Linked DNA regions of Mus musculus: region 1 is linked to region 2. Evidence: chromatin contacts called from public promoter capture Hi-C data. All regions are on one chromosome and are shown on one strand. Each heading gives the region's core, a stretch centred on a gene start, on an enhancer-like site or on the middle of the called end of the contact. The rest is flanking DNA. Distances are from core to core; before and after follow the strand shown. Region 1 holds the start of Angptl7 (angiopoietin-like 7). Region 2 holds the start of Fv1 (Friend virus susceptibility 1).

Region 1 (3,191 bases), core at 345-2,844, 630 kb after region 2:
TGATCTGAAAGCTTCCATGGCCGCCTTGAGGCTCTGTCCTGGGGCTTCAAAGAAGCAGCTGTTTTTAGCAGACTCTGTGGCTGTTGCCCCAAGACACTTCTGCATGTCTTGAGACTTTTTCCTTGGTGCCCCTTGGCTGGAGACTTAGGGAGCATAGATGAAAGTGGGAGATGCCAAAGTGCCTATTTCCTCTGCAGAGCGTGCTGGGGGGGGGGGGGGGGGGGAGGAATGAGGATACCTGCCCTTCCTCCCAGCCGACTTCTAGGAGCAAGAAGTGGTACAGTCAGCCCTGCGTGCATCTGGCCTGGCCAACATGACCAGTTCCATCTCACAGAACAAATGAACACACACACTCTCTCTCTCTCCCTCCTTTTGGTAAATGAGAACCCCTAACTTTCTGTTTTCAAACTGAGGGTCAGGAGGCCCAAGCTCTGAAATCATTTGTTTTTGTTTAATTAGCTAACAGACTTTTCAGGCTTAACTTTCAGCAAAACTTTTTCTTTGTCTGAACCAATGATAGCCAAGGTCTTACTCACAAGAAGCTAATCATGTCTTCTTGACTTGGTTTATTGTGCAGTAAGCATTAGTAAGAAATGCTTCATCTATAAAATATACTTACTCCAAATGTTTTCCAGTAACCTCAGAAAATTAGATCTTCATCTGAGCAGCGATTCATTTATTAGCTCATCTGTGCCAAGTTAACCAACAACTGAATGTTTTTTTCTCAAATAACTCACTGCGTGTGCCTTCCTTATTTTCAGCCACTAAAAGGTCAGCACTTCAGCATTACATTTACTTGTTCTCTCTATTATTTGGAAGAATTTTATTAGCCACCATGGGAGAAAGAAGATCAGAATTGAAGAACACGAGGAGTCTGTCCTTTGTTGAATACAAAGGTTTTCTTCAAATGTCCTGGCTAAACTCGCAGGATATCACTAGCCCAAAGCTTGTGCAATCATAGATCGTACATTCCCAAAAGCCCCCGAAGTTGTTGAGCAGGCTATCCAGAAGCAGAGCTGGGGCCAGGAGACCTTGAGCAGGCGCACGGTGAGGAGTGTGGAGGCAGCACTTACCTGCCGAGGTCTGCGTGACGGTCTGCGCAGCCTGCAGCTGCATGATGTCAATCTGGTTGTTCATCTCAGAGTACTTGCTCTCGGCAGTGCTGAGCCGAGACTCCATGTGCTTGCTGCTGCTCTCCAGCTCCATCACCTGCATGACCACACTGACCCAGTCGCTCTCCTGCTTCCTGCTCAGCTCTCCCAGCAGACTGCTGAGGTTGGCCACCTGGGCTTTGAGCTCCCTCATCTCCTCACAGCAGCCCGCTGCTTTGAGCTGTGTCTTGCGTTTATGAGGCTTCTGCAGCCACACTGGGTGGCTGACAAAGGCTACAAGGATAACACATAGCCAGGTCTCCCTCAGCATGGTGTGCAGGCCTGTTCCCCTTAGAGTCTGTCCCTGGAGAAGTAGGAAGCTTCTTTCTCTGACCCACACTGGCAGTTTTCTTCCTTCCCCGTGATCTCCTTCCTCTGTGTGCTTGCTTAGCCTTTCTTAAAGCTAGAGATTCTGAAATGGAACTCTTTCCTTCCTTAGTCTGAATACCCCACCAAGGCAGCATCTTAAATATTGTTGCTGCTGTACCTCCACCCCTACGAGGGCCCTGTGTGCTAAAGCCCCTCCCACCTCATCTGGGAGGGTCAGGTGCCTGTTGAGTGAAGTCAGCGTAAACCTAGGCCAGAGGAGAGGAGGAGGGGGACAGGGCAGTGTTTGTTTCCTCGTCTGTACAGTCTCTGGGCTCAGACAGGAGCTGTGAACTTGTTTCCAGTTGCGCCTATTAGATTATGGCCTGCCAGCCACTGGCTCAGCTCTATCAGCAGACAGGCAGAGTGGAAGACTTTCCCAACTCCTGTCTGAAGGTTATATAACACAGATTGAGGGTGAGGTAGCAAGAAAGAGTTGGACTGGAGACTGCTGAGCCAGGGAGGCTGGCTAAGGTAATGCATGCTGTTTACTCCAGGTCCTGGTTTATCTGGGCTGAGATGAGTCTTAACAGGGCTTTGTCTGGCCATCATTCGGTGTTCTTCAAAATCCTGTTGAACCTGATCCTTGGGCGTCAGGTGGTTTGCATCTGTGGGGCTGTCTTCCTCTTTACACATTCTCCTTCTAAAACGATCTTTCAACATTTACAAGGAGTTGTCATAGTTTGGGGCAGAGAGAAAGTCTCAGCCATGCCAGGCGTGGTCTGGGGTTGGTCATCCACACTTCTGTCAGGTTCTGTCTGGGCAGCAGTGAGTGGGCCTGACCTTTACCCAAGGCTCAGACTCAGAGAGAAGATTCCCTAGTACATGCAGATCAGAAGGCTCGATTCCCTCTGTGCCTGCAGCGTGGTTTGCAGCTTGATGCTGGCCCCTATACCTACGTACACAGTGTCTGAGAAAACGGGGTGATGGCAGCTTTCATACCTTTAATTGAAGGGCACTGCTCTTCTGAAATCATGTAAAAGATGGAACTTTCCCTATAACTGTACAAAGGTCCCTCTGTCCTTATGGCAGGAGCTCTGTCTGACTTTATAGTGTGGGTCCTACAGCTTTGCCTACCCTGATCCCTCAGAGTCTTTCCCAGATGGGTTTCTGGCTCCTCGGAAAGTGATTTCTGCTCAGACAGCTGGAGTTACTTAGCAGGGACCCATTTCTGAATATAAGCATTGGGTGCTCAGACAGACGACTGTCTGTTTCCTCTCACTCCTGTCTTTTTTGCCTCCTTGGGCACCAGGTTGTTACTAACATCTTCTTAGCTACCTTCTCAGAGTATCTGACTGGGTGATGGCACTGTGCTAGTCCCTGCTCTTTCTTAGTTTTCTCAGGGAATAGCTAGTTTAGCAGGGCTGTAGAGCCTTTGTTGGTTCTGTGGAGTTTATTAGTGTTCAGCATCAGAGTCTGCTAAACTCTGTGGAGCTCTTTAAGGTAATGTCATATCTATCCAGTGAGGCTGTATTTAAGTCATGTCCCAAATGATCATATAAGTAGCATCCTAGCTGACCCTCCTGCCCTGGAACTACAGTGTCTTAGTGCAGAGGAGAGTGAGCACCAGGGCCAGGTCAACCTTTGCAGTGAGCACAGTAAGCCAGCTGCTTAATATTCAAGCAGAAAGCATTCGCATTTTGATCTTCACATCACACCATACATAAAATCTCA
Region 2 (2,988 bases), core at 15-2,514:
AAAGCTGCGCGGGGGTGGATCAGAACCCGTGCTCGGTGGGACTGTCAGTGATGTAGCTGCCTTTGGGTCATGACCCCAATACGTACACTCCTTGGTTCACCCAGCCACACTTGGGTGGAATCGTTTCTCTGTTCTGTTGGCTGTGCTCTGGGGCAAATAAACCTTTGTTGACACATGACTCCCTATGAAGGGTCTGCACGGAGGAAAGCATGGCCCTGACTGGGACACAAACCCCACCCCCACCCCTTCTCCGGCCAGCTTTGGTCCTCAAAAATTATACTCAGGGGCTCTCTCTCTCTCTCTCTCTCTCTCTCTCTCTCTTTCTCAAAGATTTATTTATTTGTTCGGACACACCAGAAGAAGGCGTAGGATTCCATTACTGATGGTTGTGAGCCACCATGTGGTTGCTGGGAATTGAACTCAGTGGTTAAGAGCACTGAGCCGTCTCTCCAGACACTTTCTTTTGCTTCTGGAAGAGATGTCTGCAATATAAAGAAGCACTTCCCACTTCTCTTACAACCCCAGCCCAGACTCCTCCAGCCGAATCAGACCCCCCTATCCTTCCCAGCCCTGCCACCCTACAGGCCCCTGGAGACTTGGGTTTCGGAGCAGGCTGCAGGGGGCGAGCAGAGAAGACCCCAGCATCTCACTCACGCGCACTCAGGCAGGGTGCACACCGGGGCCTAGGCGCTTGCCCCTTCTCTACCGGTCTAGCGGGACGAAGGCACGCCTCTGTGGTCCCGAGATCAGCGGCTGCCATGGATAAAAGGACGCCAACGCTCTCCGCCCGAAAGCCCAGATTCCCAGCAGCCGGGGAATCCGCCTCCAGCAGGGGCGGAACCTCCAGTGGTTGTCCTAATTGGCTAAGGCTGGGGCGGGGCCTCCGCCGCTGTCCTGCTCGGCCAATTGACAGTGCCAGGACGCCTTATATTTGTTTCTTCGCATCCGGAAGCGGCAGTTTCAATATGGAAAGGAGGGGCTAATGGGACCTCATTGCTGATTGGTTAACTGTTAATGCTAATTCTACCAATTCAAATTGAGGACAGGCTCTGGTTGGTCAGTAGTACTCGGTTACGCAATTTCCGGATGTAAAGTCTCTAATGGCAGTGGATAGGTGGGGCTAGAGACTCCGGCAACTTTGACCTTTTCACGCGGACCCCACACTAGCAACTCCCCAGAGTGCTTTTGCCAGGGACGAACTGGAATTTGGATCCGAGGCTTGTAGGACGCAGTAGCCGAGTTCTAGGGAAACAAAAGTCTGAAGATGAATTTCCCACGTGCGCTTGCTGGTTTCTCGAGCTGGCTCTTCAAACCTGAACTTGCCGAGGACTCTCCGGATAATGACTCTCCGGATAATGACACTGTTAACCCATGGCGTGAGCTGCTGCAGAAGATAAATGTGGCCGATCTCCCCGATTCATCCTTTTCGAGCGGTAAGGAACTTAATGACTCTGTGTACCATACTTTTGAACATTTCTGCAAGATTAGGGACTATGACGCAGTTGGCGAGCTGCTTCTGGCATTTCTGGATAAAGTAACAAAGGAAAGGGACCAATTCAGAGATGAAATTTCCCAGCTCCGAATGCACATAAATGATCTAAAGGCTTCTAAGTGTGTCCTGGGGGAGACTCTTCTTTCCTACCGCCACAGGATTGAAGTTGGGGAAAAACAGACTGAAGCCCTCATTGTGAGGTTAGCTGATGTGCAATCCCAGGTCATGTGTCAGCCTGCCCGGAAAGTGTCTGCAGATAAGGTGAGGGCACTGATTGGTAAAGAATGGGATCCGGTAACCTGGGATGGAGATGTGTGGGAGGACATAGATTCTGAAGGGTCTGAGGAAGCTGAGTTGCCCACTGTCTTGGCCTCTCCATCCTTGTCTGAGGAAAGTGGTTATGCCTTGTCTAAAGAACGCACCCAGCAGGACAAAGCAGATGCCCCTCAGATCCAGTCTTCAACATCCTTAGTTACTTCTGAACCTGTCACCAGACCCAAGTCTCTGTCTGACCTTACAAGTCAGAAACACCGCCATACTAATCATGAACTCAATTCACTTGCTCACTCAAATCGCCAAAAGGCAAAGGAACATGCTAGGAAATGGATTTTAAGGGTGTGGGATAATGGTGGGAGGCTCACAATACTGGATCAGATTGAATTTCTCAGTTTAGGTCCTTTGAGCCTTGATAGTGAGTTTAATGTCATAGCCCGCACTGTTGAAGATAATGGTGTGAAGAGTTTGTTTGATTGGTTGGCTGAAGCATGGGTCCAGAGATGGCCTACTACAAGAGAGCTGCAGTCGCCTGACACCCTGGAGTGGTATTCTATTGAGGATGGGATTGAAAGGCTTAGGGAACTTGGAATGATAGAGTGGCTTTGTGTAAAAGCTACTTGTCCACAGTGGAGGGGCCCGGAAGATGTACCCATCACGAGAGCTATGAGGATAACTTTTGTCCGGGAAACTAGAGAGACTTGGAAGAGCTTTGTATTTAGCCTCCTCTGTATAAAGGACATAACAGTGGGGAGCGTGGCTGCTCAGTTGCATGATCTAATAGAATTAAGTTTAAAGCCAACAGCAGCTGGCTTGACTTCTGTAGGCTCTGTGGGGGTTCTCTCTCTCTCTCCCTGGAAACATCAAAGCAACAGTTAAAGAGCTTAAAATCAGGAGGAGCCCCCCCCCCCCCCCGCAGTGGAGACAGAGGACAGAGATGATTTTTTGCTTTCTTTCAACATAGATTTTAGAGCCAGAGGTGGGTTACCTTCCTATGATACCCCTGATGCGCCACAAACCCGAGAAGACTATTGCCACTGGTTGGTTGCAAACAGGAGCTAGATTGTAAGATCCCAACGCTGACAACATCACAGTGCCTTGAACCTAGGACGCAGGGGAGTAAGGCATGGACTGTGCTCAATGAAGGCTTCCTGCTGGCTGGCATTCCTAGTGCTAGAAAGTGCTGTGCAGATTACTGGTGTCCTTGTTTCCACTCAGCTATG

Evidence for each region. Promoter capture Hi-C pulls out the DNA fragments that hold promoters and counts their contacts.
Region 1: a promoter capture Hi-C map of hematopoietic stem and progenitor cells shows a contact between it and region 2. The contact joins the promoter of Angptl7 here to the promoter of Fv1 in region 2. A contact is called at or near these places in 2 of 39 promoter capture datasets (hematopoietic stem and progenitor cells and pre-B cells) and 1 of 9 other capture datasets (liver).

The regions. Positions count from the first base shown.
Region 1 is chr4:148,498,868-148,502,058 of GRCm38.p6, forward strand. It overlaps Angptl7 (angiopoietin-like 7), which reads right to left and starts at 1,595. Exons shown (of 5, transcript NM_001039554.3): 1 at 1,074-1,595. The coding sequence starts at 1,422. The region is part of intron 28 of Mtor (mechanistic target of rapamycin kinase); the gene reads left to right.
Region 2 is chr4:147,867,715-147,870,702 of GRCm38.p6, forward strand. It overlaps Fv1 (Friend virus susceptibility 1), which reads left to right and starts at 1,265. Exons shown (of 1, transcript NM_010244.3): 1 at 1,265-2,644. The coding sequence starts at 1,265. The coding sequence ends at 2,644. It overlaps Miip (migration and invasion inhibitory protein), which reads right to left and starts at 1,005. Exons shown (of 10, transcript NM_001025365.2): 1 at 655-1,005.